Regions from separate parts of the Mus musculus genome. Here regions 1, 2, 3 and 5 are each linked to region 4. Evidence: chromatin contacts called from public capture Hi-C and promoter capture Hi-C data. All regions are on one chromosome and are shown on one strand. Each heading gives the region's core, a stretch centred on a gene start, on an enhancer-like site or on the middle of the called end of the contact. The rest is flanking DNA. Distances are from core to core; before and after follow the strand shown. Region 1 overlaps Zfp831 (zinc finger protein 831). Region 2 holds the start of Edn3 (endothelin 3). Region 3 holds the start of Cass4 (Cas scaffolding protein family member 4). Region 4 holds the start of Rab22a (RAB22A, member RAS oncogene family). Region 5 has its middle 8.4 kb from the start of Gm30537.

What was found. Promoter capture Hi-C pulls out the DNA fragments that hold promoters and counts their contacts. Capture Hi-C pulls out chosen DNA fragments and counts their contacts.
Region 1: a promoter capture Hi-C map of hippocampal neurons shows a contact between it and region 4, with 5 times the contacts expected there. The contact joins the enhancer-like site here to the promoter of Rab22a in region 4. A contact is called at or near these places in 5 of 39 promoter capture datasets (the 3T3-L1 cell line, hippocampal neurons, liver and 2 more), 1 of 484 Hi-C or Micro-C datasets (adipose-derived mesenchymal stem cells) and 2 of 115 datasets of contacts at active chromatin or transcription factors (astrocytes and large pre-B cells).
Region 2: a capture Hi-C map of embryonic stem cells shows a contact between it and region 4, with 5 times the contacts expected there. The contact joins the promoter of Edn3 here to the promoter of Rab22a in region 4. A contact is called at or near these places in 1 of 39 promoter capture datasets (liver) and 1 of 9 other capture datasets (embryonic stem cells).
Region 3: a contact with region 4 is called in a promoter capture Hi-C map of pre-B cells, with 2.6 times the contacts expected there. The contact joins the promoter of Cass4 here to the promoter of Rab22a in region 4. A contact is called at or near these places in 1 of 39 promoter capture datasets (pre-B cells) and 1 of 9 other capture datasets (liver).
Region 5: a promoter capture Hi-C map of the HPC-7 cell line shows a contact between it and region 4, with 4 times the contacts expected there. The contact joins the enhancer-like site here to the promoter of Rab22a in region 4. A contact is called at or near these places in 4 of 39 promoter capture datasets (the C10 cell line, the HPC-7 cell line, hippocampal neurons and 1 more) and 1 of 9 other capture datasets (adipose tissue).

Annotation. Positions count from the first base shown.
Region 1 is chr2:174,672,526-174,675,225 of GRCm38.p6, forward strand. The region is part of intron 3 of Zfp831 (zinc finger protein 831); the gene reads left to right. Among named protein-coding and RNA genes, the nearest start is that of Zfp831, 30 kb to the left of the region's middle. Within about 2 kb of position 1,401, at least 105 of the 459 cell types and tissues checked have an H3K27ac peak or open chromatin away from gene starts, as enhancers often do. A contact at or near this core is called in hippocampal neurons and liver, where this site is marked.
Region 2 is chr2:174,759,186-174,761,885 of GRCm38.p6, forward strand. It overlaps Edn3 (endothelin 3), which reads left to right and starts at 1,434. Exons shown (of 5, transcript NM_007903.5): 1 at 1,434-1,833; 2 at 2,328-2,640. The coding sequence starts at 1,782.
Region 3 is chr2:172,392,237-172,394,936 of GRCm38.p6, forward strand. Cass4 (Cas scaffolding protein family member 4) reads left to right here and starts at 1,408. Exons shown (of 7, transcript NM_001080820.3): 1 at 1,408-1,769. The coding sequence starts at 1,734.
Region 4 is chr2:173,658,535-173,661,234 of GRCm38.p6, forward strand. Rab22a (RAB22A, member RAS oncogene family) reads left to right here and starts at 1,311. Exons shown (of 7, transcript NM_024436.3): 1 at 1,311-1,607. The coding sequence starts at 1,572. It also overlaps the pseudogene Ppp4r1l-ps.
Region 5 is chr2:174,870,564-174,873,263 of GRCm38.p6, forward strand. No RefSeq gene overlaps it. Among named protein-coding and RNA genes, the nearest start is that of Gm30537, 8.4 kb to the right of the region's middle. Within about 2 kb of position 1,313, at least 44 of the 459 cell types and tissues checked have an H3K27ac peak or open chromatin away from gene starts, as enhancers often do. A contact at or near this core is called in the HPC-7 cell line, where this site is marked.

The DNA.
Region 1 (2,700 bases), core at 151-2,650, 1.0 Mb after region 4:
TTCTGTCTAGAAAGTCCTGACTCATTCCAAGGGGAGGGGGGCGTTGCTGAGAGGCCCACATCACAGGATCCTCTAGGTCCAACAGGGAGCGAGGTCTTGGCAGAGAGCTGTTACAAAATGACAGTACTCTGTAGCGTGTGACCAGGGTAGCAAACAGTAGGGGGCGCTACCGTTTTCACCCCACATCTAGAGAAGATGTCTTTAGGCCACAGGAGTGAGCCAGAAGTTGTGGAGTCTCATTCCGCTGCCAGGGACTGGGTCCCTAGTGCGACACAGAGAAGGCTAGGGTATTTATGCTTCATGTACATCTCTGATGGATGTTCCAGAGGGAGCTCAAAAAGTCACTGGTGCTCTGCTTAAGGTCCCCAACCTCCAGACAAGGTTCCCCTCTCCTGTTGGCCTTCACCTCAACCTTGGATGCTGGCAGGGAGCTCAGAGAATCAGCTCCAACAACAAGCAGCTTCCTGCTTCCGCATTTGAGGGTTTCCGCCAAATGTTTTTCCTCACCTGAGTTTCGATATGGCCTTTGGGGTCAGAGGTGGCTGCCAAGGTTACCCACCTCCCCATCCTCACTGGCAGGGAGTCGTGCCCAAGTTCATAGTGGATGAAAAGATAGGTTCCTAGATAGCCCCCTCTCTGCTAAAACTCTTAAAATGTTGTTTGTTTGTTTGTTTTTAACTTTCAGTTTTGTTTTGTTTTTTGTTTTTTTTGTCCCAGCCCAAAGGCATTAGCTTTTGATGGCTACGAGGCACCTGACATGCTGGAGACGGACAAAGCCACCTCTGAGCACGAACATTTGAAATTATTAAGTGTTCATTAAAGCACCCCCGGGCGCACAGTGCTCTTAGGGATGTTAGCGTCTCAATTTTCTATAATTTCCTTATTTTTCTCTTCTAGCTAAAGGCAGATGAAAAACGAACTCGGTGCATTTGAGTCTCTGAATCATAGTTAATGTGCGACGCCCCCTCCCTTAACTGCGCTGTTTCCCTCTGCCTCCTCCAGTCTCCTTCCCTATCAATTGGATAAACTTCTTAATCCGTTTAACCCCTACTCTGACTGCCACTCGGGAAATGCATGCAAAGACCCCCGACCAGCTCTCTCTACACCCTGACTCGCTTTGGGCAGGGGTCTGCGGGCTGGGAGCTGTAGAAAAATCGAGAAGACTGCAGCACTGCATCCCCGGCGCCGGCAGGAACTCGGGGGCAGCTGTCTGGCAGGTGGCTGCAGGCTGGGGTGCAGAGCAGACCCTACGCAGCCACCCACGACCCCCAGCCCCATCGCTAGGCTTCCGGGGGGACTAGGGAGCTGCGGCTGTGCATGGACTGTTCTGGAAAAACACCAAGCTCCAATCCCCCTCCCATCCGCCCTCCTGTGACTCTGGTCTTACATGAGCAGAGAGGGAACAACAGCTAAAAGCTGTTTTTCTCTTTCCCTTTCTTTTTATTTTTTTGACAACAACCTCACATAACCTCAAAAAGTTACCCATGAATTTACCAAAAACTTTTTATGAAACTACTTTAACCTCTGGTGGGGGTTAAAAACAAGCTCTGTGGATTTATTATCCGGGGGAAAAAAAAAAAAGCGAAGCATGACTCTGTATTTGCTGGAAAATCGTCTACCAAGCTTCAACGGCGCCCCCTACAGCTGCCTGCGAGGAATAGCCAGCGCCGACTGCAGCAGGAGCTGCAGGCTGCCCAGGACCTGGCAGGACCTGATCCCCGGCGGGTGATTGGACCCCCTCCACTGCACCCCGGGTCTGCTCCGAACCCGGACACCTTGCTGGGTCTTAGTTTATATTTTTTGAAGTTCAAATGGCTAAACCAGGAGCAGGCTAATCGCCAGCAGGGTTTGTACTGCCAGCCTCGGCTGGACCCCTGCAGAGCAGGCGAAGCTTACAGTCTGAGCACGCAGGCGACCCTTGCTTGTTTGTTCCTTTTTGCTGCTTTCACGTAAATGCCACCCAGATGTACTGAAGGAAGAATGATGACCCCCAGAGGAATAAGGACAGGAGTATAGGCAGGGGCCTCGTAGGAGGCTGAGACCCAGAGAAGCTGAGCATTGCAGAGAGCAGGGTGAGAGATGGGAAAAGAGAAGACCGGGGGATGGGGTGAGGGTCCCTGTGAGAAGGAACGTGGATATGGTCAGCAACCACCCTCCCAACTTCAAAACACCCCAGCTCTCCCTCAGAACCGTGTTTTTAGGAAGCACATGGAAGGAAAGAAAGAAAGAAAAAGAAAAAGAAAAAAAAAGCCGTTCAGAAAAACAAATGTAAATCAGAGACAGAGGAGCGGGCGCTGCAGCCTGCCCAGAAGAGGCAGTAGCATGCGGCACTCAGATTCTCTGGTCCCTCACACCTGAGTCCTGCTGCTAAGGACTGAGCTTTGCTTCAGAACTGAGAGAGAAAGAAAGAGGGAGGGAGGGAGGGAGGGAGGGAGGAAGGAAGGAAGGAAGGAAGGAAGGAAGGAAGGAAGGAAGGAAGGAAGGAAGGAAGGACAAAACCCAACAAAACAAAACAAAACAAAACAAAACAAAACAAAACAAAACAAATGCAAAAACCAAACTATCATCCGGGTAATCTTAGCTCCTATACAGGGAGAAAGCCAGCTCTGGTCTCTATGAGAAAAATCTAGAATTTGACAGTAAATAGATCTTCCAGTGTTTACATGATGGTAATTCAAACTCTCTCTCTCTCTCTCTCTC
Region 2 (2,700 bases), core at 184-2,683, 1.1 Mb after region 4:
GGTCTACAAAGTGAGTTCCTGGACAGCCAGGGCTATACAGAGGAAACCCTGTCTCGAAAAACCAAAAAAAAAAAAAAAAAAAAAAAAAAAAGACCAGAGTTCTGCCTCCCCTGAGGGCCACCTGCCTCCTCTCTGCCCTCTGTACAGTGTCTTTTACTCTTAACCCTGATTCTCCACCTTTAACCTTCCTTATCTCAGCTGGAGTGAAGACCCAGGGCACACGTCCATCCAGGCAGTGTTTGCTTTGGCCACACCCACAGAGACCAGTGAAGACAACTGGGCTGTCAGTGCCCTCGACGATGGCAGATGGGTATTTTAATGGCAAGGAAAGAGAGAATAATAGATACTTCTCTTGACCTGGTGAAATCCAAGATGATTGTTAGGAGGTGGCACCTTGGAGGTGTCAGGTGGTAATAGCTAACCGGAGCACCGTGGCCTTCTACCACAATCCACCATTAAAGAAGAGCCATCCATGAGCCATGATAGACACCGGACATACTTGGACGTCCAAGACCTCAGAACTGGGAGCAGTATCTTTCTGTGTATGAGCCTTCAGTCTAAAGTGTCTTGCGACACACAGCAGTTCAAACCAACTGGCCTTTAGCTGGACTCCTTGGAGGCAGGGGCATTAGTCTCTTTCTACTTACCATCTGCTTTCTCATTTGCTGTGAGGCCTCAGTTTCCCTTCACATAGGATTCCCCATGGGACCACTTTGCCTGACTGGTTGGGGCTTCTTCTAATGACAAGTGTACCCCTTTCATGGCTTGCCTCATGAGAGCCACCTGGGCCACCTCTTTGGATTCTACTTTTTAGAATGCCAATCATTAGAAATATTGGCAGGGGGAGGAATGGCTTTGAAACCCACATTTTATGACAATAGTCAAAGGTTTGTAGACTCATTAAACTACCGCAGTGCCCTGAAAAGCAACACTTGTATGACTTTTGGAGAGAGGCCCCTCACTAAAGGGGCCAGTGAGGAAATAGGGCTCCCCCGAAACCGCTAACTCACGTTGAGTGGAATCTTTGTGACTTTGCTCTGGTCCTACAGCCCCACCTGTCACTTAGATCTTCCAGAGTCAGGGAGCTGGCTCGGGCACCCATGAATCAGAAGAGTAAAGTACACCCAGGGCCGTGGCACAAGGGCCCTCGGCAAGGGTAAGACCATTGGTGAATAGAACTTTTCCTTTAGACTGACTTCAAAGGAACAAGAAGCCAGCAGCCCTTCTGTGCAGCCCTTTCATGGTCTTGGTGCTCTTGGGGTGGGGGTGAGGTTGCTTTGGGCTGGGCAGGGGGTTTCAAGTGTGAGTCTATGTGTAAGTGAGCAGTGTGAGCACCGGCAGAGTGTGGCCTTCAAGCAGCTGTTCGGGCCTTCACCCTACCCCATCCACCCACGGGGAGCGCGGCGTCCCCGCCTCTCTCTACCCCTGGGTAAGCCTGGGGCGAATGCGCCTCTGGTCAGCTCCCCCCCTGCGCTTGCAAAGCGACCCCCGTGAGCCCCGGGTTCAAAGGCCCAGCGCGGCAGTTCCAGCCCCTCGGAGGGGCGGGGAGGCGAAGGGGGTGGTGCGGGAGCCAGAAAAGCCTGAGCCACAGCCGGCCAGCCCTGCGCAGGGATGGGCAGCGCGCTCTGAAAGTTCGTGACCGCCTCAGCCAAGTAACTCTGAGCCGGGACGCGCAGCTCAGGCAGCGACAGGACTCGAAAGCTGTAGCCAGTCTCACTACCCTTTTGCGGTCACAAGCGGCCACCCTCCAGGCCCGGTGCTCCCGCGCCTGATCGGGGTTCATGGAGCCGGGGCTGTGGCTCCTTCTCGGGCTCACAGTGACCTCCGCTGCAGGTAAGCGGGAGGGGCGGGGCGGCGCTCCTCTCCACGCGGGAGTGCACACAAAAGGAAGCCAGGCGCGGGTCTGTGTTGCGGGGAAGCTGATAAGTCTGGCTTTACACCCTGAAGTCTCCCAGGGGCGGGTAGAAGGGCCTGAAGACATAGCGATAACTTCCACTGGGTCTGGGGGTTTTCAGTTTGGGAGACTTTCTTTGGGCACTTTTCAGAGACTATACAAAAATTTTTTTGAGTTTTACCCAGTGAAGAACAAATAGCTTTCAGATTTCACAGGGACTGCAATAACTCTCAAGTTTTTACTGAATGTGCACGGAGCTTTGTAAACTTTTTAAGGCATTTGGCTTAGTTTGGAGACTTGGGGAAAATGCAACCAGCCTCCTCCAGACATTGCAGAAGTTTGGTTGAGTCTCATTCTGGTTTGGGGGGCGGGGTAGTGGGTGCCAAGAACTCTGTGTCAGCAGCTTAGGAGCCCTTCAATCCTCCTCCTGCAGGACTTGTGCCTTGCCCCCAGTCTGGGGACTCTGGCAGAGCCAGTGTGTCCCAGGGTCCCCCTGAAGCTGGATCAGAGAGGGGCTGTGAAGAGACTGTGGCTGGCCCTGGTGAGAGGATTGTGTCCCCAACAGTTGCACTGCCTGCACAGCCTGAAAGCGCTGGGCAGGAACGGGCACCAGGCAGGTCTGGGAAACAAGAGGACAAGGGGCTGCCTGCACACCACCGCCCTCGCCGCTGCACGTGCTTCACTTACAAGGACAAGGAGTGTGTCTACTATTGCCACCTGGACATCATCTGGATTAACACTCCTGAGTGAGTTGGCCTAGGGGTTTGGGGGAGGAGTGTGGCTCTGTGCCAGGCCTAAGGCTTCAG
Region 3 (2,700 bases), core at 158-2,657, 1.3 Mb before region 4:
GACGCACCCCACCCTTTTCAGAATGTGTCTCTCTTGTGAAAAGCCTTCTGGAAATTACTACTTCTTCCCTGTGGACTTTGGCAGGGAGCATGTGGCTGACAGCTACTTCTATTTGCTAAGACAGATTCACACCGTAGTCCAGACTGGCCTAGAACTCTGAGGTGGCCCAGAACAGCCTTAAAGTCGCAGCTGTTCTCCTGTCTCAGCACTGTAGATGTGGGGGTGGGAGCATGCCCGGTTCTACATTTGTCTAGAGCCTGTTCATCCTGTCTAGTCATTGTCACCCCCTTTCGCTACTGTCGCCTGCAGATTGCTGATCACTGGTTCCTTAAAGACCATTTAAAATAGAGACAGCATTCTATCTGTTTGCTTGTTTTGATTGCATTTATTTTATCTGGGGAGGGAAGTATGCACACGAGTGGCAGTATGCATGCAGAGGTCAGAAAGACAGCTTGCAGGAGTCCTCTTCTCCCACCGTGTAATTCCAATAACTCCAACAAGTTTTCAGCTTAGCAGCTGACAGCTTCACCCACTGAACCATCTCACTGGTTCAATTTTTTTAAATTTACTTTTTTTTTCCACTTTGAGTTCGGGGCTGGCCCCAAACTTACTTTGTAAGTCAGGCTATCATTAAACTCACTGAGATTAGCCAGCCTCTGCTTTCTGGGAGTGCTGGTATCAAAGGAGAGTGCCACCGTGGTCTGGCTATGGCATGCTTTTTAAATCTCACACCTGGGAGGCAAAAATAGGTGGGTCTTGGTGAGTTTAAGGCCAGCCTGGTCTACAGATCGAATCCCAGGGGAGCTGGGAGGAGCTGCTTAGAAGAGGGGACCCTTATGCTGAAATGAAATGAAGCCTAAGCTAGTTTTGGGTTTTTGTTTTGTTTTCTTATTTGTTTGTTTGGTTTTTTTGGGGTTGTTTGTTTGTTTGTTTGTTTTTGGTTTTGGTTTTGTTTGTTTTTTGGTTTTTTTTTTTTTGTACTCCGTGGCTCCTCTCTGGATATTGGGTCTGAGTTGAGGGAAACTTTAAACTTGGGAAGTCGTGAGGACTCCACTTCATGAGTTCAGAGCACTCGCTTGACACAAAGAGCCAAGTGTGGGGCAGTATCTGGTGCTCTCAGCAGCGCCCGCTAAAATATAACCACGGAGAATTGGAGTGAAGGTGTAGAAAACGTGGGGTTCAGAGCAGGGCAGTTTACTCCTGTTACCCCAGCTGTCACACCGCAGGGGACAGGAAGGAAGACATGCTGACCCTCAGCGGAAGTCCAGCAGCTTTGCTTCATCATGGAAATGTGTTGCCTCGCTGGGTGGGAATTGTTCCATTAGTCTTCAAGGGACAAGAATGCGGTGTGATCCTACGCTGGGCTGCTCAAAGTAGGAACTTCACCTTGTAAAGCAGAAGGGTGGGTTTTTTTTTTTTTTTTTTTTTCTCCTTCTTCTTCTTTTGTGGTTTCACACAGCAAAGGAGTGTCAGCCTCCACTTACCATGAAGTGGGACAGCAGGCATGGAGGCGTGGGTGTGGCCTGAAGCTCTGGCCCCGCCTCCCCCGTTCCTTTCATTTGACTCTCTTTACTTGAAAGAATCATCTCGACTGTTTCCATGTGTTGGCAAACAGTTCCATAGAATCCAGCTCCTGGGAACCAGCCAGCAGCATGCAGTGATATTGCATCATTGGTCCCTGGAACCAGATATATCAGCGGCAGAACTCCGAGGACCCTGCTCACATCACAGCCATGAGAGGCACCAGCATCAGAGAGGGTGCGCCCAAGGTGAGTGACTGATTGGGGCTGAGTGCATGAGAGCAACAGTTGACTCAACTGTTTTTATCTTTGGGTCTCTAATGAACACGAAGGGTAGGTTATTAGTGGCAGGCAGGTTTGGAATGAGAAAGCTTTGCTCTTTACCAGTTGTTGGTTTCAAGATGACTGGAAATGATGGGGTGAAATCGGCAGGAGGCAGACAGCCCAAGCCCCCACTGTGTGTCTCTTCACCACTCAGCAAACTTCTTAAACATTCTCTCTTTCTCTGCATCCTGAAGGTGCTTAGTGTGGCTCTCAAGGATTCTGACTGGCTTGGGGCACTCACTTCTCTTGAATAGAGAGAGCTTAGACCTTGGCTCTACTCTTGCTAACTCCAATAAGGACACCCATGAACTGCCTTCGTGTTCCTTTGGGCGCTGGGGACTGGAACTCTGGTACAAACTGCAAGTCTGGGCCAGGAACCAAGAGACGGTCCTATAGCATATGTATAGCATGGCACACTGCTAACCCAAGAAGGGCACTGGAGCCTGAGATGTGACGATGGTACTTGCAATACAGGCATAAGGACCTGAATTCAGTACCCAGTACCCACATAAAAAAACAAAAAACAAAAAACAAAAACAAACAAAAAAAACAGGCATGAAAGCGTGTACCTGTAACCCCAGAGACGGCAAGGAGGTGACAGCAAGGTCCCTGTAGTTCTCTGGCCAGCATCCCTAAGACAAGCAACTCCAACTCCACACACACACACACACACACACACACACACACACACACACACACACACAAATAAAGTGGGTGGGTGATGGAGAAGGACATTGTGACATCAACTTTTGGGTTTCACACACCCATACTGTATGCGGGGGCTTGGGGAGAAGGAGGAGAGATCACAAGGAAAGTGAAGCTCACAGTCGTTGCTTTTCTGTCCCCTCCTATTCTT
Region 4 (2,700 bases), core at 61-2,560:
GTGCTCAACACTGCAATGGTCTACCAAACATTCTCAGTCAACATCAACTCCTGTCAGGGAGTTTCAGGTAGGGAAGGGAAGGGGACAGAAGTAACTCCTAGGGCTGGGACTCAGGAAGCCCCAGTTGACTGTGGTGATTTGTGTCATCTGAGGTGATTTGACCTCAACCACCAGCAAGCCTCCCTGGGTTTTTTTTTTTTTTTTTTCCTGCTCCCCTCTGGCTTGTGAGGGAGATCTAGTTCATCTTTGTAAATTCATAAGCCCAACAAATGGCCCGAGCAAGTAGAGGTAGGCGCTGAAAAACTATATTGGATAGACAAGCCAAAGCTTCGTTTGTCCATTAGCCACAAATTGGAACTTGCACTTCGAAGGTGGCATCTCTCTCAGCTACTGTCTCTTAAAATAATTCCAGAGAAGAAGTGGAGGCTGAGAAGGGTCAAGTGGAAGAGACCCACTCAAAACATGGAAAGCAGTGGGCTCCATGAAGACATGGAGCTGGCCAGGCCCACAAGTAGGGCGTCACTCCCAAGCCCTAACTAGGAACCCAAGGAGGTTCCTCCCAGGTTGGGATTGGCTTTCCCTCTCACAGCTCCTAGCGCAGCCAGAGGAGAAAGTGACAGGAAGACAAAGTTTCCAACAGACCCAAGTCCTAGCCCAGGAGGGAAGGGCACCTGAGAAGAAGCGGGCTCGAGATAGGCTCGACCTGAGGCTCCTGTCCCGTCTAAGTGCACCCCACAGTCCTCTGGGAGGGACCCAAGGAGGGGCGGGGCGCCCCAACTGTTACTTACAGTCCTCTAAGTCATCCTGCAAGTCCACAAAGTACAGAGGGATCTCTGAAAAAAAATCAAAAGACACACAAGGAGCTACACGGGGCTGCGCGGGCGGCGAGTCCCGGGCTCGTGCGGAGGTGGGGTGAGGGGGGCTCTCGGGGAGGGGAAGGGGAGCCGTCGGAGACCCCTGAGCCTAGACCCCACTCACCCGCCATCTTAGGATGTGCCAGAGGGCGGGGCTGGAGGCGGGGGCGAGCCCAGAGGCCACGCCCATCCCTCGCGCTCCGCCCACCAGCCTGGCCTCACTCACCCGCCGCCATCTTGGGACGGGTGGAAGGTGGAGCTAGAGGCGTGGTAGCTTCAAGATTACGCCCCATCCCGCCCCGCCCACTCCTTAGAGAAGATGGGGCTGAGGCGGAGCTGGAGGGTGGGGCGACGCTGAGGCTCCGCCCATTGGTGCTCCGCCCACCCGCCTGTGAGCTGCGAGCCGGCCGCCCCGCCCTCGCGGAGAAGGTGGCTGCCGAAGTGGGCGGGGAGGTCAGGTGACCCAGCTGGCGTCCCAAGATGGCGGCGGCGGTAGCGCCCGGGAGGCCAAGGCGGTGTCCCGGCTGTTGAGGTGACTCCGCCGGACAAGTGACGGGGTCGGCCGGACCGGAGGGCGGCGGCGGACGCACGGCCGCCCGGAGTGCTCGGCCGGGACTTGGCGGTGAGGCGGCGGCGCCGGGGGATGCTGGTGCTGGGCCGGGCCTCTCCCTCCTCAACTTAGGGCGGCGGCGGGCCCGCACCCCTGGTTCCCGGGCCATGGCGCTGAGGGAACTTAAAGTGTGCCTGCTCGGGGTAAGTTGCAGCGGGCGGGGTCCGGAGGGTCGCGGAGGCCGGGCGGGCGGGCCCCGGCACTCCAGGGCCCCTTGCACCCCTTTACGCTCAGCGCGGGACGCAGCCCCCCACAGACCCCTTAGGGCGGCGGGACCAGCAGGCTGTGCCCCACCCAAGGCCCCCAGGTGTCAGGGTGGCCCCCGGCGCCCCGGAGCGACGCCCTCTTTCCATCCCACAGTGAAGTAGCCCACAGGTAGTTTCCTTCCAACTTTGCGAGGGACACCTTTAAAGTTAGACAAGTTTCTGAAAGTTAACCCTCCCCAGCAGGGCTTTGGGTTTTATGCGCACACTTGGCCTCCTTTCAGCAATGTGGGATGGTTTTGAACTTTTGGGACGTCTTTGACACTTCTGCAAGAGTTACTTTCCATTAAAGTTCACTCTTCACTAGAACAGGGAGGAGTTACCAGGACTTTGAAGGTTCAGCTTCCGGTCCTCTCACAGTAGTTTGGCCTTTTCAGAGCCTTCTAATGATCTCCTTCCTGAGTTTCTGTTTTAATGACTGAAAAAAAAAAAATTCCAATAACTACATGGTTTTTGCCCCTTAGCAGGGTGGGGCTAGGGTTCATCCCGATTACTCCGCAACTTGGGAGCGCATAGTTTTACTGGTATATGTTAAAAGGCCAGTGAGTCCAGTCACCTTTCACACAGGACAGGCATTGAAGAGGCCTTTTTACTTTGGGAGGGAGCAGGAGTTCAGTCTTAGAGACTAAACCTAAACCTTGTACATCCTAGGCAAGTCCCGCCACTGAGTTGTGTGTCCCCAGTTTGCTTGCTTCTATTTTTTTAGCAGGATCTCCAGAAGTTGCCCAGGATAGCCTTGAAATCTCAGCCTCAGCAGGCCTTGAACTTGGAACCCTCCTGCCTCTGCCTCCCAGATTTGCTAAGATCGCAGTCCTGTAGCACTAGGCCGTCGTAGGTCTTTCCGGAGGTCCTAGTGTCACTTAAGAACTGCAGAATCCTTCCCCAGTACTTTCAAGATGGTTTCTCACTAGTTGGCCATGACTGGCACTGTGCTCAGTTCTTAGGCTAAGAAATCTGCCTGCTTCTGTCTCCC
Region 5 (2,700 bases), core at 63-2,562, 1.2 Mb after region 4:
CTTATTCTGAGGTAGGGGACAGGCAAGAAGGGACAAATGCATTCCTGGAGAAGGGCTGGCCTTTTCGCAGCCTCTTCTGCCCTTACCATGGTGCACGTTTTCCAATTTAAATTTGAGCTAAATTAAACTAATTTCGCTTCATGGAACCTCAGAATTAACGGATGGTCCAATGACCTCAAAAGAGCTGAAGTGCAAGAATACAAGTCCTCGCGCGCGCGGTGGGATAATGGAAAATGTTTATGGGTTCTGACCTGCTCAGCCACCGCTGGGTTTGTGAAATTAGCACATTTGGGTACCAGTGTGTATTTCTCCTCCTCCAAACAAAACAAGAACAACAGATAGGGGTGTGTGCCCCTGGCTCCCATGGGCACCCTGGCACTGTGTTTGCAGGTGTCAGCACCTGCTTCTGAGTTATCTGCACCTCTCATCTGCCCCTCTCTGGCAAGGCAGCTCCCAAGGGAAAGCACGGCCTTAATTAAATTATCGAGAATTATTTTAAGTTTCATGTTCTCCCTCATGTTACTAAAAAGTGTTTGCTGTCATAATGAAGACCGCATGTGCCCTGGATCTAATTATTAAACCGTTAGATTGTTTCATAATTCCTATTAGCTGCTTTGGTGAGAAAAGGCAGATGTATTCTTTCTTTCTCGCTTTGACATTTATTTTCTGTCAATGTGGTTTGTCTCCGCCTGAAGGAGCTGAGCACGTATAGTGGTCTTAGTGGGGGCTGGAGGCTTGCTGGCTGGAGCTGGGCACTGGCACCCCCACCGTCCATTGGCTCCCCACCCCCACCCCGTGTCGGCCTGGGGTAGGAACCCAGGCTAAGTTCCTCAAAACTGTGTTTCATTCTGTACCAGAGTGACTGACTGGCCTTATTGCTGGGGCACACCCACCGGTCCCTTGGGACCTCGTGCCAGGCCTGCCTACTTTCCTTAACGCCTCTAAATGTCTAGTCTATAAAAGATCAACATAAAACAGCCCAAGTAGAATAAGTAGATGTTTGATTACATTCTAGAAGGTTCTATTACTTCAACTAGGAAGCTTCGAGGCACTCCCTCGTCATAAAGTTTAAGTCATCACAGCTAACTAAGCAAAACAGATGTGTCTCCAAATGCAAGCTAAAACATTATAAGAAAACAGAGGACAAATTACAGTAATTTGTGGTGCCTGTGGATGTGTGTGTAAAATCACGAATAATTGGAAGCAAGATTAGTGAAGTCTTTTCAGAATGTTCTACCATGAAATATGTTCTGGAGCGGGGTGTGTGTGTGTGTGTGTGTGTGTGTGTGTGTGTGTGTGTGTGTGCCAGCTTTGGGGTTTGCAGTTGCCAAGATCTCAAGGCCCTAAACACTGGTCCTAGGGTGAGGCTCCCATGCTGACCGCTTCAGTAATCCCCCTAGGGAAGAGATCATCTGCTGTGTGCCCCCCCCCAAAAGCAGGGCTTGTTAGGCCCTAGGCCCAACTGTAATTTGATTTTTGTTCCCCTGAGACAGCGCTGATTAGGGCCGTCAATTAACTGAATCAGTTCCAGGAAAAGCTGGAGTTGCAGGCAGCCTGGTGTGCTTCAAGATACTGGAAGGGTATGTGGGCTACAGCTGCAGGAATGCTAGGAGCCTGTCATCTAGGGCTGACCTTAGGCTGCAAACAGACAACAGCTTTGTTCTTTCCTGAGACCTCATTGCTGAGAGCTGTGGCCCTCATTCACTCCAGTGCTGGATACTCAGAGAGAATGGAAGGAGGCCGTCAGGTGAGGTGGAGGTGCTGGCAGCGTTGGTGGCTGCAGACTGCCTGCGATTGTTAGAACCATCTCCTGGTGCTCATTCTTAGCATGGACATGCCAGCCAAATCCTCCCCTGCATGCCGGAGGGCTCCAGGGTTAGGCATGGCCATGTTATTCTGCGTCTGGGTCCTGAGGCTGCCAGCAGCACCTTGGTTTCTGCATCCCAACACATGGAGCTGATCACCCCCAAGCAGATGCTGCATTCAGAGGCCTCGAAACCTCATCGTGAACCATTTGGGAGAAACCCAAAGACTTCCCCTCCTGGAAAGGCAACTCTGGCCAAGAGTAATGTCAGCGGCCCTTCTCAGGAGGACCCCAAAGTTGCACGCGGTACTTTCTCAAAAGCTGGAGGCCAACTCAAGGAAGCCTAAGTTAGAAGTTCAGTGAGCACAGACCAGCGTGCCATGCTCGAGTCAATCCCCAGGCTACAGAAAGACAGACACCCTCACAGGCCCTTGAAAGGCAAGAGATGGCTCAATAAGTGGGTTAATTTGCATTTAATACAAGTACAAATTGCAGCAACCTCCAACCATAGCAACGAGCAATTACATTAGGCTGAAATTAAATGGGGGAGGGGGTTAGGGAATACAACAAGTCCCTTCTTGGCTTTGAGAACAGTGGGAGAATGAATGACCCTGTGACTTCATGGACAAGTACAGAACTCCTTGCTTGAAAGAACACACTCTTTAAAAAAAAAAAAAACACACACACCTATTTGTTTATTTTATACACAAACACACACACCTGGGTATGTGTACCCCATGTGCATTCAGCAGCCTGTGAAGGCCAGGAGAGAGCAACAGAGTCTCTGGAACTGAGCTAACAGAGCATGATATGAGCCACTGTGTGGGTGCTGGGAATCAAATCTTGAGTCTTGTACCGGAACAGCCAGTGCTCTTAGCCACTGAGCTGTCTCTCCT